3 separate regions of the Danio rerio genome follow, and all the other regions are linked to region 1. A link is a contact called in public Hi-C data. All regions are on one chromosome and are shown on one strand. The core of a region is the stretch at or near the end of the contact, and the rest is flanking DNA. Distances in the headings are between cores, read along the strand shown. Region 1 holds the start of eif5a2 (eukaryotic translation initiation factor 5A2). Region 2 overlaps grin3ba (glutamate receptor, ionotropic, N-methyl-D-aspartate 3Ba). Region 3 holds the start of ptbp1a (polypyrimidine tract binding protein 1a).

Region 1 (3,580 bases), core at 258-2,757:
ATGATACTTGAAATTAACTATTGAAGTGCTGTAACAGCTGAAGTAAATTATTCTAATTATTCAACTACCTAAGCTAGATATCTAAAAAAATAATCTGAAGACGATTTGAAAATATTTTTTGTACATTTGATGCTATTGAAATTCTTGAAGTGTTATATTTAATACATATAGAATAAATAAATAAAAATTGAAAATTCAGTGGTGAGCCCTAAAGCCCTAAATTTGTGTTGTCATTTCATGTGTTTTTCAATTATATATACCATACAAAAGTTTGATTAGTGTCAAAGTACCTGGAAAGCGTCTGCAAATTGCAGTATATTACTATTTACCTAACATTTGATTTAAGGTTGATTAGTGTTTTGAAATGAGTCTCCTCAAATATTTTTTTTAATTATGCAAGAAAGAATATTTACAAACATATAATAAGAACAAAGAGAAAAAGAAGGGTTACATAAATAAAATTCCAGCAAATTAAACAAGTTTAAATGTTTTTCTCCAAGAAAAAGTTTTACATGCAATATATGTATTAGTCTTTTAAGGAGATGATTTATAAATCAAAATACTTTTTGAAAATACAAAGTAAAGTTTTTTTTTTTTTTTTTTTTTTTGAAAATGTACATTTATGGATGTAAAATTTAGCCAGAAAAGCAATAAATTAATAATAAATTTACTATGAGAAGGATCTTAGCTCAGAGAGTAAGCAAAAAATTAATTTTTGGGGGAAATACAAAAGTTTGGAAATGAGAGTTTATTTATGAAATTGGAAAGGTCAACCCAAAACACTTTACAGTAAGTGCACTGCAACAATGAAGGATTTAGTATTTCATAATATTGAGCACAAAATAAGCATTTAGAGGAAATATTGTTATTAAATTTAGCTAGTTTAGTTTTTATTAGGTAACAGTTATACATAATTTTAATTGAGACCTCGATAGCGTTATAAAAATATAAATAAACTTTTTTTTTTTCAGAAGAAGCCAAAACTGTTCCTAATCGATGTTATCAAATATATTATTCCAAGATCTCTTCGAACATTTAAACAGTAAATAGTGTTACGTATGACGTAATCAAAACAGTGATACTTTATATCTTGCCTTTGCCTTAGATGTTTTAGAAATCCTTCTTGGTGCTTAAGAAACAAATAATATCCCATACCATCATTTTGGCAACTGAAACGCAATATTGGCGTTTATTAAACTATAAAGCAAAAAAGAGAAAATGTTGACTAACATACTCTCATTATCCATTTCAGTATTGTCAGGTCAGGAGAAGTTGCCACGTGTTTTCAGTAATAAATGTACTTTTTTATCAAAATATTTTTACAAAATTTCTTTACCAAAACAAATGCTTTGGGGTTTTAATACGATGACTTCAACCTTTGTACAATTTCATGAATGGTTTTGGGTTTCATAATAAGTGTCCCGCTTAAATTTGCCACTGCGCAGCTGAAGCAGTTTCTCCTCGTGCATGTGAAACTCGTTGCAGTAAAGGTGCACGCACGCGCATGCGCAGGTCTCTCCGTCTTTTGTTGGAAGGGAATGACTGGCGTTTTTAATGCTCTCCGCTCCAGCATCGCTACATTTCTAGTCGAATCCTCTGAATAAAGTACAGAGGCCGGATTCAACTCTTGAAGAGGATTTGGTGATTGAAGACGGTGTGCCGAAGCGGTCGATTGTGTGATCAGAGCGTTTGGGTGTGGAGTTGTTTTATTTTTTTCCATGTGTGTCAAGCTGATGCAAAGCTAACGTTAGACGGCCTGACAAAAGTTCTAGGTTCAGATTAACATCTCCGCTTACTTCGTAATAAATGACGGGCCAAAAAATAGGTTTTGTTCTCGAACTAAAGCGACGTTTATAGGTTTTATGAAATAATAAAGATCGTTTCAATGAATCGGGCAACTCCGTAGCGTTAGTTCCGGTTAACTTTGTGTGCCGCTGGAAAGTGAGTCATTCATCCAGCTAAACTCTCTTAGACGACTCGATTCAACGTAAACGAGTTTGTAACGAATAGATTTGTTTATATTTACAAGAACGTTAGTAATTGCGTGTATTTATGCGTGTACTTCGTCAACGTTTTTGTTACGCTAGCCTGTTATAGCTCTTCAGCTAGGTCACATGTGTTAGCCTTCAACTTGCTCTGTTAAATCTATTCAACTTACAAGTTACCGGGCAAATTAATCATTTCTATAAACGCTTTGGTAACGTTAAGCAGCTAACTTAATGTTTTACCTCGCTTGACGAGATAGCCATTATGGTTTTTTTTACGAAAAACGTCGTTGTGGTTAATCCAAGCTAACTTGATAGTCAAAGTTTGTTTTTTTGTTTGTTTGTTTTTTTTTTTTACCTCAATTGTAAACGTTTTGGGAAAACTTGATATTTGTGTTTCACAGAGCAAAGGTGCTACAGGTTTGATACGACACGTGTATGAGCAAACGATGATTCATCCACATTTGAATGAAATCTTCCATTAGGAGCTCTAAAAACGTTCTGTTTTTGTAATTGCACTGTATGGCTTCTTTTCATTTTAAAACATGGTACCTTGGAATACAATGTACAAAAACATTATCTAACTTATGTCGAAGTACTATCATGGCAATACCTTCTGTTCTCCACTACATGTGCCATGTGCTCTTTCATGTGCAAGCACATGCTGGTGATAACACCATGTTTTCTCTGCACAGAAACTTCTTCGATAACCCATCATGGCTGATCTGGATACTGATTTCACCAGTGGAGATGCTGGAGCTTCCCTGACCTTTCCCATGCAGTGCAGTGCCCTGCGGAAGAACGGCTTTGTGGTGCTCAAGGGACGTCCATGCAAAATTGTGGAGATGTCTACCTCCAAGACTGGCAAGCATGGACATGCCAAGGTGTCGTATTAATAAACTTACTGCCAAAAGCTTTTGATCGAAGGCCAAAAGTCATGACCCATGCATATTATCAAACTTGTAATCATTATTAATACTTCATTTCATTGCCAGGTGCACATGGTTGGAATTGACATATTTACTGGAAAGAAAAATGAAGATATCTGTCCCTCCACCCACAACATGGACGTTCCTAACATCAAGAGACAGGATTACCAAGTGAGTTCTAACAAATTTAACAGTTTTTTTTAATTATTATTATTCCACAATGGAAGCATCTACATTTGATTTGCTGTGGCATTTTAAATAATGTGCTTTTTTCTCCCTGCTTTCCTATTGCAAAGTTGGTTGGCATTATCGATGGTTACCTTTCCCTTATGAAGGACAATGGAGACTTGCGTGATGACCTCAAGCTGCCTGAAGGCGATCTGGGCAAAGAAATAGAGAGCAAATTTGAATCTGGAGATGAATTTCTGGTTTGTAACTTTGCTTTCAGATTTATGTCTAACCTGAGCTAATTTTTAAAAAAAAAATTATTGAAGATATACTTAAGATTAAGACCATTTAAATCCTAGCAATCCTTTGTTGAAATAAAAACTGAGCATCTGTTTAAAAAGATGCTTTCATGTGTTTAATTCAAAAGTCATTTACATTCTAGAACTCATAATTTTAAGTTGTAAAGCCCAAATTTTCCCTAAATTTCTAACGCTTCTC
Region 2 (3,955 bases), core at 1,237-3,736, 300 kb after region 1:
TAAAAAAAGAGAAATCACAGTTTGATTTGTTGTTATTGGATAATTTGTAAATTTAATTTCCCCTGTCAGCATATGAGGCGGCTAGGCCAACCTAGCTTTAATTTTGATTAAACTATTTTCTAAGCGGTTGCGTATTATGACATTAATATACACCTGCAATGCATACTTGCATTCCTTTTTTTTGTCTGGCTTTCTTAAATATCTCACCTGTTCGCCAAAAATGACTAATGATATCCCTGGCAATGTCTGACACCAGCGCATACATATTGTAATAAACGTGCCAGCCACGAAAGCTTGACAGGAGTAGCAACAATAACTTAGGTGGGCGGGGCTTAGCGAAGCGTCAATTTAGGTTGAGGTTTAATTGTTAGGTACAATATAGGTATGTTAATGTGTCCTATGCACAGCTAGAGTTTTAAAGCCAATGATAAACTTCCGCTAAATGCTTAATGTGACTATTTTCAATTTCACAAGGTTGTTTTTACAGCATCGATGTTGTAATGTAATTACAATACATTCAGTTAAATAGACTTAAGCAATCCTTTAGTTGTTCAAGCGTAAAATGAGATGAAAGACCATTGTAACCGCTAGCACCATCAGTAGCAACAGGCTAGCGCATAAGTGACATTGAAAATACCGGGGTAAACTGTCATATTTTAAAGACATTTCGGGGGAAATGGACTTTAATGTAGTGCTTCTTGTCTGATCTGATACCTACTTCATATTGTATATCTAACAGGCAGTGAAGATCGCTGATTTTTTTTTTTAAATCTGATCTTAAACGTGACAATTTTGTAATGGAAAGACAGTCCACAGGAAGCCCTTAGTCTGTCTGGCTGAAAATGAAAAGTCAGTGTGCATACAGCTCATACTGTGTGAATTGAGATGGAATAGGGTTAAGACTTGGGTCAGGTTTTGTTTTATGGTATTATAAAATAGTTAATTATTATAATAGTAATGATTTGTATTAGAAAATTGTAAACTATTTTTATTAGAAATGCAATATAAAAAAATTGCAAAGTAAATACACTGCTCAAAAAAATAAAGGGAACACTTAAACAACACAATATAGCTCTTAATCAATCATACTTCTGTGAAATAAAACCACTAAGCTTTGGTTGCACTACACTTTTCATCCCATAGACTTCCATTCATATGCATGTGAATGCGACAGACAGGAGACGCAAGCTCATGCAACAAGTTTCACAGTGCGATACTTTGGAAAGTTCAATCTTGGTAAACTCTGACCTGCGAAATCAGTAATGTAAAAAATGGTCCAATCACTCACACTTATTAATGTCTTATCATCTTGTTAAATCACAGCCCTTTTTGCTGCACCATACAACAGAATTTCACAAGCTCAAACTCTAGTGTGAAGACGGCTATAGGAAGCAGCACTGATTGACAACAGTTTCACATGCTGTGGTGTAAATGGAATCGGCAACAGGTGAAAATTATGCAATTAGCAAGACACTCCTAGTAATGGAGTGGTTCTACAGGTGGTGACTCAGACCACTTCTCAGTTCCTATGCTTTCTGGCTGATGTTTTTGCACCTCATCAAGAGCATGCCCAGGCGTTGTAGGGAGGCCAAACACACTACTGAGTCTCCTTTTGACTTGTTTTAAAGACATTACATCAAAGTTGTTGTTTTTCCACTTTAATTTTCAGTCTGACTATAATATAATATAATATAATATAATATAATATAATATAATATAATATAATATAATATAATGTAATGTAATGTAATGTAATATAATAAAATAAGATATAATACAATATAATATAATATTATATAATGCAATAAAATATAATAAAATATGATATAATATAATATAATATAATATAGTAAAATATAATATAATATAGTATAATAAAATATATCATGATATAATATAATATAATATAATATAATATAATATAATATAATATAATATAATATAATATAATTTAATAAAATATAGTAAAATATAATATAATATAATATAGTATAATAAAATATAATATGATATGATATAATATAATATAATGCAATAAAATATAATAAAATATAATATGGTATAATATAATATAATATAATATAATATAATATAATATAATATAATATAATATAATATAATATAATATAATATAATATAATATAATAAACAATCTAATAATTCTGACTTAAACTGACTTGAATATATATAATGGCTTACTTTGTGCTTACTGATAGTAAATTCATTTGTAATTTGTATTCAAAATGTAATCATTTTTATTTATTCATTATTATTACGCACATACCAAAATTAAGAAATCCATAACTAATCTTTTTAACATGTGGAATCTTAGAGTAGAGCATTGACACATTATTGTAATGAAATCTGAGCAGCCAGCCTGGAGTGCAGTGAACACTTCATCTGGCCTTGGCATGTACAGTACGTATATGCATGCGTGTGCTTTTAGCCACTATCGCCTCCGATAACACTCTCTTGGGAAATGACATCATGATAAAGGGCTGTAGCCAATTCTCTTATGTGGTGAGAATGAACACACAGGCACACAGACTGCGGTCTCAGTGTGTGCATCTTATATAGCATTACAGTGTCACATATGAGCGACAGGAAGTGGAACATGAAGTCAGCATGACTTAAATTTCAATTATAATGGTGATACTTTATAAAATTCTGATTAGTTCTAGTCAGCAGGACTCCTTCTCCCTCCACATCAAAGATATTGCTGGGGAATGATGGATTTCTTTGTGTATGTTGGGGATTTTAAAACCCGGCGGGGGAAATAACCAAGGGTCAGGTCTATAATGCCTGGAGAAAGCTAACCGGCGGGATTCACATTTAAGAAGAAAAAAAAGAGCGCTGGTAAAAACCATCTACTATAAAATGAAATGAAGTATTATTGTGATTTATACATTGCTTACACAAAAGATCTATTGCATCATCCGCTACTTTCAAATGGCTATCAATAGTAGCCGGCGGAGTTAAACCCTCAGTGCTTGGTCAGGCTGGTCTTATATATATCCAAGGGGTGAAGTTTTTTGCCTCAGTACAGCCCTGTTAATATTCCCAGCTAGTACACTCTTTTAAAAAAAAATGAAAGAAAAAGATTATTGAAAATTCTATTTCAGGCTTTCTGCTTCCAAATGTCATGTGTTACTTTGTTTCTTTCTAATTACTTGTGACATGTACTTGTAATTTCGGAGAGCAACATCATCTCAGTGAAAATTGTTCATTTTCTTCTATTATTGGCAGTACACTGTCTATATCTTATATAAATCTTGTACATCTTTTGATCTAGCTATAGGCCTATATATTTTTTTTCATTTATTTTTTAACATAAATGTTCGTATGCTCAGCAAGGTTCTTTGATAGGGATCAAAGGTTGTTGAGCTTGCAATTTAAAATAACATTTTTGTTTCGATTTTAAAGTTTTTTCAGCATCATTACTCCAGTCTTTATGATCTTTTGCAACATTGAATTAGCTGATAAGCTGCCCATTAAATATTTTTTATTTTATATTTTTTATACATTTTTTAATAGTTGCAATATCACAATTCACCATTACTTGCCTTCATGTTGATTCAAAATCATAAGACTTTTGTTTACCATGGAAGAAAATGAACCTATCTTTTTATGGATTCTGAGCGATTAAAACCAGAACTCTGTAAATTAAAAATATTCATAATCAAAATAAATAAATAAATACATAAACAAATAAATAAATGAACCAATGAATTATTAAATGAACAAACAAACAATAAATAAATAAATAAATAAATAGATAAATAGATAAATAAATAAAAATCCACATGAATTGAAATTATAATCAAAGTCTTCTGAAAAGGCATGGTTTGGTGGACAGACTTCATTCCCTATATGAAAATAGACATTCATTAAACATGCATTAAAATGTAGTCACAGGAGCTCAAATGTGCTTTCTTGGTATCTCTAACTCCAGCAC
Region 3 (3,703 bases), core at 774-3,273, 450 kb after region 1:
ATAAGACGTTAACATCATCTAAATCAGAACATTTTTAAAAATCACCCCAGGAAGATAATGTTTTTTTTTATTTATTTGTTTTTTTTCAGTTTTGGTGGGGGTGGGTGGGTATTAATGCTCACATCTCTAGAGTAAAGAAAGGAAGGTTTATGAGATTATGCAAGAGCTGAATGTGAGCTACGTCTTGGTAATCTTTGGTGGATTGACCAGATATTTATCTGATCACATTAATAAATTCCTGTGGATGTGCGTATTAGTGGAAGCACAGACACAGGGACGCACATAAGGGGACATGATTATTACACACCCACCAGGGAGTTTCATGTGGGCTTTGAGGGTTCTCCTGTCCTGCTCAACTGCCTCATGTACAAGATGTGTTTTTATCGCTTCAGACAGGTCTAACCTGCTGGTTGACCAGCCTAATTTTAAAGAGGTTTTGGACATTTCATGGCTGGTCTGGTTTTAGCCATTTACAGTCTGTCTTAACTGGTCAGGCTGAGAGACCAGATGAAAACTAGCTTGACAAGACTATCCAAGCTGGGAGACTAGCCAAAACCAGTTTGACCAGCCTATCTAAGCTGAAAAAAAGGAATTATTATAAAACTAACCTGGCAATAGCCAAAACCCCTTTAAAACCAGGCTGGTCGACCAACTGGAAAAAAAAACAACAACCAGTAGGGTAAATTGAAGCCAAGTGTCTTCCTGGTTATGACAGAGTTGTAATGCTGAGATTGGCAATAAGGACTTTGAGTTGGATGTGCAGAAGCTTACTACATAGCACTGGCCTATCAGGATATACAAGGTCAAAGATCTTGACAATCACAGCCTCTCAAGAACGTAAACCCAGAAAGACAAACTCCCACTTTCCTTCAAAACAGTACTGTCTGCGCCCCGTCTCATGATGTGAGGGGAAACTGAATCTTTTTTTATACTTCTGTTGTAATTGCTTAAAGGGACATTCTTTTCATACCTTTTTGTTCTTGTTCGGCTTTTTAAAATCCTCAAATGTGATTTTGTCTGAACTGGGGAAGAATAATAAAATATCACCTGAATACGGGGAAAATGTTCAAGTATGTTCATGAGCATGTGTGTAATCAGCTGGCCAGATAATTGTTTAATTTGTCTATGAATCAAACAATGATATGGCCAGCTGATTGCAGAAATGTCTCAACGATAAAACTGCATGTACGTTTTTATAAAAATTTTAAAGCTGGTTCTTGTCATATTGTTCCAGTTTAATTTAAATCACATTATAATAATTTAACCTTTAACATTAATATTACCTGTTGACATTTTCTCCCTTTTTCAAGGACCCCATAGCAGTTCCTTGTGCCCTCATGATGGTTCCTGGATATCTGACTTTCACACAAAACCTTGTTCAAATTCTTGTCAGCTTAGTCCCTTTATTTATCCGGGGTCGCCACAGCGGAATGAACCGCCAACTTATCCAGCACATTTTTACGCAGCGGATGACCTTCCAGCCTCAACGCATTTCTGGGAAACAAAACCATTCATGTACGATATTTAAAATGTGCTAGAATTGGTCTAATAACCTACTGTATTTTTTTCTAGTGACATATTTGATTATTAAAAGGTCTGATAATATGTGCATTACATATAATAGTATGTCTTTCACAGGCAAACCTACTTTGTTAATATGTCATAATAGTGCTGTCGTTTATCCTATTAAGTTACAGCTTAACAAACCGTCACGTAGGTAGCTTGTGTCTGGTTTACTCTTTGCTCGAGATGTGTTGTTGCTCATGTTGGGTTCAAGCTCAGTTCACTCTTCAACTTCATTTCTCATGGTGGAAACGGAGAAAAGTTTTCGCAAACTTTTTCTGACCGCCTTTCCAGATTGACAGCCCTTCTCTCCAACCCCGTTGTCCAAGAACACGTAAGCTCCCGCCCACACTTGCTCCTCCGGGGTCGAACGACCAATCAAAAAGCGACAATCCCCCCTCCGCCATTTTGTAAGGATATAAGAAATACTAGCAGGTCTACCTCCCGTCTACGACAACCTGTAGTTTTGTGTAGTGCCATGGACGGGTAAGTTGAAAACACCATCATTCCAACTATAATATCTATTAAACACACATTTTTCGTTTGCTCATTGGTTTATATCGGTTATTTAATAAATTAAGCACGGTTTAAGTGTCTTAAATGCCGCAAAGTGAAGTGAAAATGGGGATTTTTGACTCGTCTCTGCCGTTCTTAATGTCTCCCGTGCCGGAAGAGACCAAAAAGTTCAACCAAACTGATCAGCAACCGGTTGCAAGTATAGTTTAGTTAATACGGATTCCTTAAAATACAAGCAAGCGGTTTGTTTTAACCGTACTTGCAAGCTGAAAATGTCCATTTGGGTTTGTATTGTACCGAAGCGGCAGAACAGCCACTATTTGGCAACCAACGTGTCTCAGTTTCCGCATTGTTGTTGGGTGGCTAGCTAATTACCTGCTAGCCTGCTAAAGCGATGCCAGTTCAACTTTAATCCACCTTTGGTCGTATGTATGCACGTTAAATATGTTCCAGGAATTACTAAGTTACTTTGATGCATGTTTAATTGTACGAATACATTAAGTGGTTTGGGTAAGGACGCGGGGAAGATGTCACTCATTGTTCAGAACAGATCTGCGAAAACTTGAATGTTTGATTTATGTAACGTTTTATTCACCTGTAATTACGATGGTATGATTGAGTCCTGCGCATTGCATTATGCTGTTATAAAAGGTAGCTTGCATCCTCAATAGATGTTTTGCTTGAACATGTCATTTTCATTAGTAGACTAGAAAGCGAGTTGTTAGGCAGATTGACAGGCTTCAGCCTACAATGATAAAGTCAAGAAACTTGTCATGAAGTTTAGCGAGTTTTATTTTTATTTGATCAAAATGACAATATGATTTAACCATGAATTTGAGTAAATGACAGTACTTTATGCAAATCCTGTGTTTTTATCTTTTGCAGCCGTTTAGAGACTGATCTGTATCCTCTGGGATCCAGTTACGTCACTGAAATAGAGTAAGTTTAGCATTATGCACATTTGTGTAAACTAGTGTATTTGCTTCAATATCATCTGAGTAAACTTTAAGAATTCAAGATAAGCGGTGAAACCTATTGATGCATGTGATTAGGAGGAAGAGTGGCCAAACAGGCTTGCTTTGTTTTTCAGTTTGCCTTTTATATCAGGTTGCATCCTGAAATTCAACTCCTTGTGCAACCGCCAGTTGTAGTTCCGGCTTGTTCTGTTTTGACAATTTTGGTTTTATTATTCACATTTTGTATTGTTTGTCCAATTGGGCTAAAACCCTTTTCTATAGATCATTGGCAGATGTCAGTCTGTATATCCAACTGTATCTTACTATGGGCTAGTGCACTCACAAGTTTTTGTTTGTGATATGTTGTGCTCTTACCCAACAATTATAAATTTTTTGTGCGTTGCTATTTCACGTTGGCTTGGTGATTTCTATTCAATTTCAACATTTTTTTGTTTTTTTAGGTCAACAAAGTTAACATTTACTTTATCCTTGATGCATATATTTGTTTTGGTTGTTGGCTTTTTTGTATGATTTTTTTTTTAACTTTGTAAAATTTCTTTTTTTTGCACATTGTTATAAAATACAAACTTGGATCAATAACTGTTGCTCAAAAGCATGAATTTGTAAAAGCGATGACGTTAGTTTTTTATTTTATTTTAGTCATTTTT

Evidence for each region. Hi-C and Micro-C count contacts between places; a contact is called where the count stands out from the background.
Region 2: a contact with region 1 is called in a Hi-C map of embryo, with 2.4 times the contacts expected there. The contact joins the enhancer-like site here to the promoter of eif5a2 in region 1. A contact is called at or near these places in 2 of 18 Hi-C or Micro-C datasets (caudal fin and embryo) and 1 of 4 datasets of contacts at active chromatin or transcription factors (embryo).
Region 3: a contact with region 1 is called in a Hi-C map of hematopoietic stem cells, with 2.6 times the contacts expected there. The contact joins the promoter of ptbp1a here to the promoter of eif5a2 in region 1. A contact is called at or near these places in 3 of 18 Hi-C or Micro-C datasets (caudal fin, hematopoietic stem cells and an unstated tissue) and 1 of 4 datasets of contacts at active chromatin or transcription factors (embryo).

What each region holds. Positions count from the first base shown.
Region 1 is chr2:29,175,493-29,179,072 of GRCz12tu, forward strand. eif5a2 (eukaryotic translation initiation factor 5A2) reads left to right here and starts at 1,508. Exons shown (of 5, transcript NM_213262.1): 1 at 1,508-1,693; 2 at 2,681-2,869; 3 at 2,981-3,085; 4 at 3,211-3,342. The coding sequence starts at 2,702. slc2a2 (solute carrier family 2 member 2) reads left to right here. Exons shown (of 11, transcript NM_001042721.1): 11 at 1-194.
Region 2 is chr2:29,479,400-29,483,354 of GRCz12tu, forward strand. The region is part of intron 6 of grin3ba (glutamate receptor, ionotropic, N-methyl-D-aspartate 3Ba); the gene reads left to right. Among named protein-coding and RNA genes, the nearest start is that of plppr3a, 37 kb to the right of the region's middle. Within about 2 kb of position 2,487, at least 3 of the 62 cell types and tissues checked have an H3K27ac peak or open chromatin away from gene starts, as enhancers often do.
Region 3 is chr2:29,625,195-29,628,897 of GRCz12tu, forward strand. It overlaps ptbp1a (polypyrimidine tract binding protein 1a), which reads left to right and starts at 2,024. Exons shown (of 16, transcript NM_001020477.1): 1 at 2,024-2,049; 2 at 2,965-3,018. The coding sequence starts at 2,042. LOC137487469 (a long non-coding RNA gene) reads right to left here and starts at 1,813. Exons shown (of 7, transcript XR_011006066.2): 1 at 1,649-1,813; 2 at 1,284-1,494; 3 at 971-1,022.